Linked DNA regions of Pan troglodytes: region 2 is linked to region 1. A link is a contact called in public Hi-C data. All regions are on one chromosome and are shown on one strand. Each heading gives the region's core, a stretch centred on a gene start, on an enhancer-like site or on the middle of the called end of the contact. The rest is flanking DNA. Distances are from core to core; before and after follow the strand shown. Region 1 holds the start of MIA (MIA SH3 domain containing). Region 2 overlaps HNRNPUL1 (heterogeneous nuclear ribonucleoprotein U like 1).

Region 1 (4,779 bases), core at 1,591-4,090:
CATGCAGTCTTGACCTCCTGTGCTCAAGTGATCCTCCTACCTCAGCCTCACAAATAGCATTTAACTCTTTCTGATTTAATGTCCCACTAGACCCTGGGTTTGTTTTGCTCTGTCGGGCCCTCTTTGGGTGCCTTTTGCGCCTCTTTCTGGGTGTTTTTCCTTACATCTCTCACCCGCTAGGTTTCCTCTCATGGCCTCTTCTCTGCCTCCTGGGGCTGCTGTAACCACGCACTCTCCTCCCTCTCTCCACAGGGCATGCCGCCGATGACTCAGGCGCCCCGCATTATGCACCACATGCCGGGCCAGCCGCCCTACATGCCGCCCCCTGGTATGATCCCCCCGCCAGGCCTTGCACCTGGCCAGATCCCACCAGGGGCCATGCCCCCGCAGCAGCTTATGCCAGGACAGATGCCCCCTGCCCAGCCTGTGAGTATCTAGTCCCACCCACCAGGTCTCATATAAATAGTGAGAATACAGGACTAGAAAGGGACCAGTTGGGGGGCTGCTGTAGGTTGGGTGGTCTGGGCAGGCCCCCTGAGGAGGTGGTACTGAATGAGGAAGTAGCAGTGGGGGTGGGCCCTGGGCAGAGGAATTGGCATGCTGGTTGGAGGGTACGGAAGGTTAGGGTAGGCTGGAGTGGTGCCAGCACCTAGATTGATTCCATGAGCTATTGAGTGCCTCCTTATGTGCCAGGCCCCGTTCTGCACTGTAGGGCTGCAGCAGGGACTGAGATAGAAACCTCTGCTGTCCTGTGGCCTATAGTCTGTAGGGACAAAGAGGTGGGAGGCAGACAGGCAACAGACAACAATATGTGGTATGTTGGGTGGAAGTACCAGAGTGAATTCAAGCAGGGTGAGGGATGGAGGAAGTGGCAGTACTATGGGTCTCCCACTGGACTCAGGGCTCTTGTGCTCACCGACTCCCCTACACCCCCGCAGCTTTCTGAGAATCCACCAAATCACATCTTGTTCCTCACCAACCTGCCAGAGGAGACCAACGAGCTCATGCTGTCCATGCTTTTCAATCAGTAAGTGGGGCCTGTGGCTGGGTGGTCCCTGGAGCGTGATGGCCAGGAGGCATCTCCATGGAAGCAGGCCTCAGAACTCTGCCAGCAGAGCTCTGAGCCAAGTAGGGCTTTGCAGAAGGGACAGCGACCAAAGATGTGAAAGGAGGAGGCTGTGGCTGGGCCCATGGCCTGTGGGGAACATGGGGATGAGGCTGGAAAGGTCTCCATGGCCAGGGCTTGCCGGCTTTTTTCAGCCTTGTTTGAGGGCTGAGGGAGTCCAGGCTCTGGGCCTCATTTTCCCAGCCCCTAAAATGGGGGCATGCAAGGCAAGGTATGTGTAAAACTGCATCGAGATGTCCTTGAACATTGGCTAAGACTGGCAGAAGTCAGCGTGCTCAAAAACAGCAAGTGTGGGAGATGGGGATGCGTGAAACTCTTGTGCCTGGCGTCAGGGTGGAGGCCGGTGCAGCCGATGTGTAGAGGGGCTGTTCACCATTGTTGAGTGAAGTCGTGGGTGTGGGTGAGTTCATCTGGTGGTTCTGTTTCAGGGGCTGTGAGTGGGGCATTCGTCAGTGTTTGTGGTGGGGAGTTGGAGGCTGTCTGGGAGAAGGGATGGCTACATGCAGCATCTCACCATGCTGCACTGCGTGGCACTTAGAAGAACAGAAAGCGCAACTTTATAATAGTGCCGAGAGAAGATTGTGAGAACCTGAAAAATACAGAAAAATGATACCACATGTGCAGCCTGTCCACAAAGCTGTATATTTTGTGAGAATGCCGATGGAAAAAAGGATACCTAGTAAACATGAGGATGGCTGCTTAATGGAGAAAGAAGTATGCAATGAGAAGAGGGAAATTAGAGAAACAGCATATCAGAAAAGTGAGGGTAAGGCCGGGTGCGGTGGCTCACGCCTAAAATCCCAGTATGTTGGGAGGCTGAGGCAGGTGGATCACTTGAGGTCAGGAGTTCGAGGCCAATGTGGGCAACTTGGTGAAACCCCTTCTCTCCTAAAAATACAAGAATAAAAATGGAAAAAGTGAGGGTATTGGTTATTTTTTTGGTGTGGCGGGTGGGTTATGATTTAGGAAGGGCCCAGGAGACTGCAGTGTACTGTTTCTTGATTTAGGTTGCAGTTGCATGGGTGTTTGTGTTTAAATTTTTCATTAAATGCTATGTTTACATTAGAGTTTTTCAACTTAGTACTATCTGCATTTTGGGCTGGATAATTCTGAGTAATGGGGCCCTGCCCTGTGCATTGGAGGCTATTTGGCATCATTTCTGGCCTCTGTCCACTTGATGCCGTTACGTTAGGGGGAAATGCTGAGTCCCTGAGGTCTGTCGTTCTCTTTCAGGTTCCCTGGCTTCAAGGAGGTCCGTCTGGTACCCGGGCGGCATGACATCGCCTTCGTGGAGTTTGACAATGAGGTACAGGCAGGGGCAGCTCGCGATGCCCTGCAGGGCTTTAAGATCACGCAGAACAACGCCATGAAGATCTCCTTTGCCAAGAAGTAGCACCTTTTCCCCCCATGCCTGCCCCTTCCCCCGTTCTGGGGCCACCCCTTTCCCCCTTGGCTCAGCCCCCTGAAGGTAAGTCCCCCCTTGGGGGCCTTCTTGGAGCCGTGTGTGAGTGAGTGGTCGCCACACAGCATTGTACCCAGAGTCTGTCCCCAGACATTGCACCTGGCGCTGTTAGGCCGGAATTAAAGTGGTTTTTTGAGGTTTGGTTTTTCACAATCATTTGTCTGTCTGATTTTCTTGCTCTTCATGGTTCCTTTCCCTCCACCTCAGCAGCACATCCTGGGTTTTTGGACCTCTTGGCATTTTGAGGTTTGCAACCTTGGGGAAACATAGGATAGTGTAGTAATATTGTTCAAACTCAGGTTACAATTACTACTTTGGCAGTTTTGTATGTTGTCCCAATTCACAGCAGGAAATGGAATCCTGGGTCAGGAAATGGAAAGTCAGGGCTGCCACGTACAGTTAGGCAGGATGGGTACTGCACAGGAATGGCACCTTTTAAGGGCACACCATTCACTTTGTAGGCTTACATGTTTATGCCACCACTTTTCTAACAGATGACAAGAGTGTTCAGGAAGAGGTGTTTCTTCACCTTTTTTTACTCTTCACAAAAGCGCAGCCTGTTGTAGCAATGGCCCCAGAGAAACCACAGTAGGTAGTTCAAACAGAAAGGAATTTAATACAGGAAACTTGGTGCTGCTGAAATCATGGGGAGTGTGGGTGGTAGGAGTGGCGGTCTGGGTTTGAGACTCTTGAGTTCGAGTTTGCAGCCCCTGAATGAGCTCCTAGCTAGAGTTCAGCGGGATGCCACTCTGGCTTCCGGCAGTGCCTGGACTCATTTGGTCACTCCTGGGAAGCTACTGACTTGATGCTGGTATGAGGGGTGTGGCCGCCTCACACACAGGTGATCTACTTTCCTGGCCAGTGGCCAGCCAGGAGCTTCAGGCAGGTGCCTGACCCCAATTCCCCTGCAGTGTCTAGCTGCAGGGAAGTCTAGGATATGTGACTTCTGGCTGTACAGCCACAAACGCAGCTGCAGCTCTGGATTAGAAAGGGAGATTGGGCAGGGTGGCTCACACCTATAATCCCAGCACCTTGGGAGGCCGAGGTGGGCAGATCACGAGGTCAGGAATTCCAAACCAGCCTGACCAACATGGTGAAACCCCGTCTCTATTAAAAATACAAAAAAAATTAGCCGGGCATGGGGGTGCGTGCCTGTAATCCCAACTACTCAGGAGGCTGAGACAGGAGAATTGCTTGATCCCAGGACGGGGAGGCTGCAGTGAGCCAAGATTGAGCCACTCCACTCCAGCCTGGGCCACAGAGCGAGACTCAAAAAAAAAAAAGGTTGAGTCAGGCGTGGTGTCTCACACCTGTAATCCCAGCACTTTCGGAGGCCGAGGCGGGCGCATCACCAGCGGCCAGGAGTTCAAGACAAGCCTGGCCAACATGGAGAAACCCCATCTCTACTAAAAATACAAAATTAGCCAGGCGTGGTGGTGTGCTCCTGTAATCTCAGCTACTTAGGAGGCTGAGGCAGAAGAATCATTTGAACCCAGGAGGCGGAGGTTGCAGTGAGTCAAGATCGTGCCATTGCACTCCAGCCTGGGTGACAGTGAGACTCCGTCTCAAAAAAAAAAGGAAGGGAGATTGGTTGGGGGGACCATCCTTAGGAGTTTGTCACATCCCTGTCCTGGGGAATTTTAAATTGACCAAAAATAATATGCACATGGCCCGGTGCTGTGACTCACACTTATAATCCTAGCACTTTGGGAGGCCGAGGTGGACAGGTTGTCTCAGCTCAGGTTCAAGACCAGCCTGGGCAACATGGTGAAACCCCATCTCTCTTAAAAATACAATGAATTGGCCAGGTGTGGTGGTTCATTCCTGTAATCCCAGCACTTTGGGAGGCCGAGGTGGGTGGCTCACCTGAGGTCGGGAGTTTAAGACCAGCCTGGCCAACATGGTGAAACCCCGTTTCTACAAAAATACAAAAATCAACCAGGCACGGGTGGCGGGTGCCAATCCCAGCTACTCGTGAGGCTGAGGAGGGAGAATCGCTTGAACCCGGGAGGTGGAGATTGCAGTGAGCCAAGATCACGCCATTGCACCCTGGCCTGGGCAACAGCAAGAATCTGTCTAAAAAAAAAAAAAATTAGCTGGGCATGGTGGTACACACTTGTCCCAGCTACTTGGGAGGCTGAGGCATAAGAATTGCTTGAACTTGGGAGGCAGAGGTTGCAGTGAGCCGAGA
Region 2 (4,786 bases), core at 461-2,960, 460 kb after region 1:
CAGCTCACCACAACCTCCACCTCCCGGGTTCAAACGATTCTCCAGCCTCAGCCGCCCAAGTAGCTGGGACTACAGGTACGCGCCACCACACCTGGCTAATTTTTGTATTTTTAGTAGAGTCGGGGTTTCACCATGTTGGCCAGGCTAGTCTCGAACTCCTGACCTCAGGTGATCCACCCGCCTCAGCCTCCCAAAGTGCTGGGATTACAGGTGTCAGCTACTGCGCCCGGCCCTCAATATGTTTTCAATAAAACATTTTTAAAATGAAAACTGTGTTCATACTCTACAAACTGTTCGGTTTTAAACCTTGCATTTTTTTCCCATTGAAGAGTAAATCTTGGCCATCTTTCCCTGTCCACACAGACAATATATAGATCTAGCTCAGTTAAAGTTGTTTCTTAATAGTTAATCATTGTGAATTGATTTTTTCAAGAATAGGGTTTCCAAAAAAAAATCGAGGAATGTAAAAGGGGATACAGTGTAAAGTCTTCTTTAGACACCCACCCACCCCCCCCCGCCCCACCCATTTTTCACATATACCCTCCCCAGCATGTGAACCCACTGGTACTCGGGGTTTCATCTCTTTTTTTTTGTTTTTTTTTAACTTGTATGTCTTGGGGGTCTTTTTATTTATTTAATTTTTTTGAGACAGAGTTTTGCTCTTGTTGCCCAGGCTGGAGTGCAATGGCATGATCTTGGCTCACCACAACCTCCGCCTCCCAGATTCAAGTGATTCTTCTGCCTCAGCCTCCCAAGTGCTGGGATTACAGGCATGCGCCAGCATGCCCGGCTAATTTTGTAGTTTTAGTAGAGACAGGGTTTCACCATGTTGGTCAGGCTGGTCTCGAACTCCCGACCTCAGGTGATCTGCCCTCCTTGGCCTCCCAAAGTGCTGAGATTACAAGCGTGAGCCACCATGCCCGGCCTTGGTGGGGATCTTTTTATGGTACTACCAAGAGAGCTTCTTTGTACTTTTATATTGTCTGTAGTCATTGTATGACTGTACCATAATTGATTTAACCTAGTCCCTCCCTTTGGTGGACATGTCGTTACTTTTGCAGCTTTGTATTTAGTGGCTGTAATGGCTGTCTAGTATTCTGATGCAGGGGTTTGGGTACCCTGCTTTAATTTAGCCCATCTTCCTGTTAGTGGCTGTGAAAGTTGTTTCCTGGAACAGATAATGCGGCTTGTCTTTTTTCCATTTACTGGAGTAACTTGGAGATCTTTTTGTAGCCCCACATATGGATCTCCTGTGCAATTTAGCCACTCCTACTCCCCATTGGAGCACATTTTCCGTGCTGGCATGAGCATTTTGCACATAGAATTTTGCATTCTTGTGGGAATGTAGTTGTATTCCTTCTTGAAAGCTAGATTCTAAGTCAAAGGTATATTTTTAAATTTTGATAGCTACCACCAAGACTACACTCCAAACAGGTTGCAGTAATTTAACTTGTCACTGTGTGACAGTGTTTGCCAAAGTCTGTTCTTTCAGAGTATGAGGTTCTTTTGGTATGTGGCAGTATGGAACTCTAGGCCTTGACTCTTGCTTCAACCAGAACATCTCTGCATCCAGTCTTAAGATTCCTTATATAGTTTCTTTGTTCAGAAGATACCACAACTTTAAAAAGGCTCAGGGTGAGGAGTTGGTGGGGGTGTAAAAATCATTGGTCTCCTGGAACAAGAGGGGAGGACATTGGTGTCAAATATCAAGTCCTCAATTTGCAAAACAAAAAGGTAAAACAGCCTTCCAAGTGGAGAACAGAATAACCCATTTCAGCAAACCATAAAGAGTATGATACTTAGAGCCTAGGGACAACAGAAACAGGTGTGAGACACCAGGCTATAAAAATGGCAGGCTCTGAATTATGCCAGGCTTCAGGAGTTTGGGTCTTTAGGCCTGGGACTGACACAGGAGTGTTTCAGCAGGAACAACAACACAACTCCACTTGCCTTTTGGACAGATGGCTCTGTTGGTGGTAGATGGGTTGGTTGAGGGCGCCGGTTTCTGTGCATTATGGGAAGTTCCTATAGTGAAGCTGGTGGCCATAAGGAAGGCTAACTAACACCCACAGTCATACCTGCTCTCCATGGTCTTTTTTTTTTTTTTTTTTTTTTTTTGAGAAGGAGTCTTGCTGTTGCCCGGCTGGAGTGCTGTGACACGATCTCGGCTCACTGCAACCTCCAACTCCCTAGTTCAAGTGATTCTCCTGCCTCAGCCTCCTGAGTAGCTGGGATTACAGGCACTCGCCACCATGACCAGCTAATTTTTGTATGTTTAGTAGAGACGGAGTTTCACCATGTTGGCCAAGATGGTCTTGATCTCTTGACCTCATGATCTGCCCGCCTCGGCCTCCCAAAGTGCTGGGATTACAGGCGTGAACCACCACATCCAGCCGCTCTCCATGGTCTTGACGTGGGTGCATGCTTAGAGATGAACAGGCATGAGGGCCTCTGACACAGAGCTGTGCCCTGTGAGCACTGAGGAGGTTAATGAGGAAGCTCCTCAAGGGAGGGTGCTTCTGTCGCTTCTTGAAGGGCAATTCCCAAGGTGGTCACCTGAATAGAGAAAGAAATTATACTTTCATATCAGAAAGCGAACCTTGTATTTTGCTTCAGTCTGCTATCTAATCTCAAGTTTTGAGCCTTTTCTTCTCTGAGATGGGCATTTAGAAAAATATTTAACAAACGTTTTAAAAATATAAATTTTAAAAAGGCAAAAAAACACTAAGAAAAAAAAGAGCCTCTCGTATCCTGCAGCCAAAGCAATGTTTCCAAAACACAGTTTTGAGCAGGCTGCTCCTCTATTCAAAATAAGTCAGACACTCTGCTCTGCCACCAGCATCAAGTTCAAATTCCTGCGGTAAATTAGAGTCCCTCACATGCCGAGGTAGGCCGTGTCCCCTCCCACCACTTCAGTCCCAGCCCCTTATTTCTAGCACAGTGCCTGACATCTTGCAGTGATAGCTCACATTCCTTGTGTGCTCACCGTGTATTAAATGTACTAGCCCATTTAACAGTTAGAATAAACATAGGCTGTATAAAATATTATTACCCCGCCCCCCTTTTTTTGATAAAGAAACAAGATGAAATAACTTAACCAAGGCCACAAGTTAGTAAATGGTAGAACTGAAGCCATCCACCTTCTAAAATGGGATCATAGGCTAGGCGCAGTGGCTCACACCTGTAATCCCAGCACTTTGGGAGGCTGAGGCGGGTGGATCACCTGAGGTCAGGAGTTCGAGACCAGCCTGACCAACATGGAGAAACCCCGTCTACTAAAAATACAAAATTAGCCGGGCGTGGTGGCACATGCCTGTAATCCCAGCTAATTGAGGCAGGAGAATCGCTTGAACCCGGGAGGCGGAGGTTGTGGTGGGCCGAGATTGCGCCATTGCACTCCAGCCTGGGCAACAAGAGTGAAATTCCGTCTCAACAAAAAGAGGGGGGATCTTAATTACTAACTTTAGCAATTCAATAAGTAGTTGTTACAGAATAAATGAATGTGGTCCCTGCATGGCTCTTCAGCTGTTCCTGAACTACTTCCCCCTCATCTTTTATGCCTCAGCCAATCTGACCTTATGTTCTGTCACTGCTAGGCTTATATACAAGCAACTGAGAAACCTCAGAAACTTGCTTCTAGGTAGGTCATCTTACTGAATTATGATAGAGTGTCCTTGTCTCATTCCCCACTGGTCGCTAAGCTCTGTCGGTCCCAGATTATGCAGACATATGTATCAGAAAGAGTACGAACTCAGGGAACATGTTGAACAAGCTGAACTCAGTTCGAAAAGGCCCTGCTGTGGCTTTCCTTCATCTGTTATATTCATAGACTGCCCTTTCTGGGTTTCTTTTGTTTGTTTTTGTAGAGATGGGGTCTCTTTCTGTTACCCAGGCTGTACTTGAACTCCTGGCCTCAAGCATCCTCCTGCCTTGGCCGCTCAAAGTGATGGGATTATAGGCGTGAGCCACTGCACCTGTCTCCTCATCAGTTTTCAGGACAGGACTGGACCACCTTTTCCTTCGTCTTCATCTCAGTCTAGGCACAAGACTCAAATACTTGGAGCTTCTTAAAATTACCTGCTTTAGGACAGGTGCAGTGGCTCAAGCCTATAATTCCAACAGTTTGGCAGGCCAAGGTGGGAAGATCACTTGAGTCTAGGATTTCAAGACCAGCCTGGGCAACATAACAAGACCCTGTCTCTACAAAAAAATTTAAAAATTAGCCAGGTGTGGAACATGCCTGTAGTCCCAGCTACTCAGGAGGCTGAGGTGGGAGGATTGCTTGAACCTGGAAGTTTGAGGTTGCGGTGAGCCCTAGCTGTGCCACTGCACTCAGCCTGGGGGACAGGGTGAGACCCTGTCTCAAAAAAAAAAAAAAAACTCTTGCTTACTTGCTTCATATCCACCAACTTTGGGGTCTTAGGCAAGGAGGACTTTGGGCTGGACATTCTCTGAGATGTTCACTGATGCTGCCCAGCTTACCTGTATGTTGGGGAAGGATGCACTTCAATCTGGAAAGCTGTCCACATTCTACTCCCTGCATCTACTGTCCTCACGTGTGACTCCCAGTGCCTATGGCGAGAGTTGGCAATCATATTCCTTTGGCGTTTTCTCCTAGGATTTTGAATGTGGAAATGACGTGGAACTGTCTTTTACCAAGAATGGAAAGTGGATGGGCATTGCTTTCCGAATCCAGAAGGAAGCCTTAGGGGGTCAGGCCCTCTATCCTCATGTCTTGGTGAAGAATTGCGCAGTGGAGTTCAACTTCGGACAGAGAGCAGAGCCC

What was found. A called contact is a pair of places that touch in the nucleus more often than the background predicts.
Region 2: a Hi-C map of induced pluripotent stem cells shows a contact between it and region 1, with 1.9 times the contacts expected there. The contact joins the enhancer-like site here to the promoter of MIA in region 1. A contact is called at or near these places in 1 of 7 Hi-C or Micro-C datasets (induced pluripotent stem cells) and 1 of 1 datasets of contacts at active chromatin or transcription factors (stem cell-derived excitatory neurons).

Annotation. Positions count from the first base shown.
Region 1 is chr20:43,846,780-43,851,558 of NHGRI_mPanTro3-v2.0_pri, forward strand. MIA (MIA SH3 domain containing) reads left to right here and starts at 2,841. Exons shown (of 5, transcript XM_063801721.1): 1 at 2,841-4,779. It overlaps SNRPA (small nuclear ribonucleoprotein polypeptide A), which reads left to right. Exons shown (of 7, transcript XM_054674163.1): 5 at 253-426; 6 at 939-1,027; 7 at 2,360-2,741. The coding sequence ends at 2,519.
Region 2 is chr20:44,311,256-44,316,041 of NHGRI_mPanTro3-v2.0_pri, forward strand. It overlaps HNRNPUL1 (heterogeneous nuclear ribonucleoprotein U like 1), which reads left to right. Exons shown (of 15, transcript NM_001246526.1): 8 at 4,619-4,786. Among named protein-coding and RNA genes, the nearest start is that of CCDC97, 20 kb to the right of the region's middle. Within about 2 kb of position 1,711, at least 1 of the 24 cell types and tissues checked has an H3K27ac peak or open chromatin away from gene starts, as enhancers often do. A contact at or near this core is called in induced pluripotent stem cells, where this site is marked.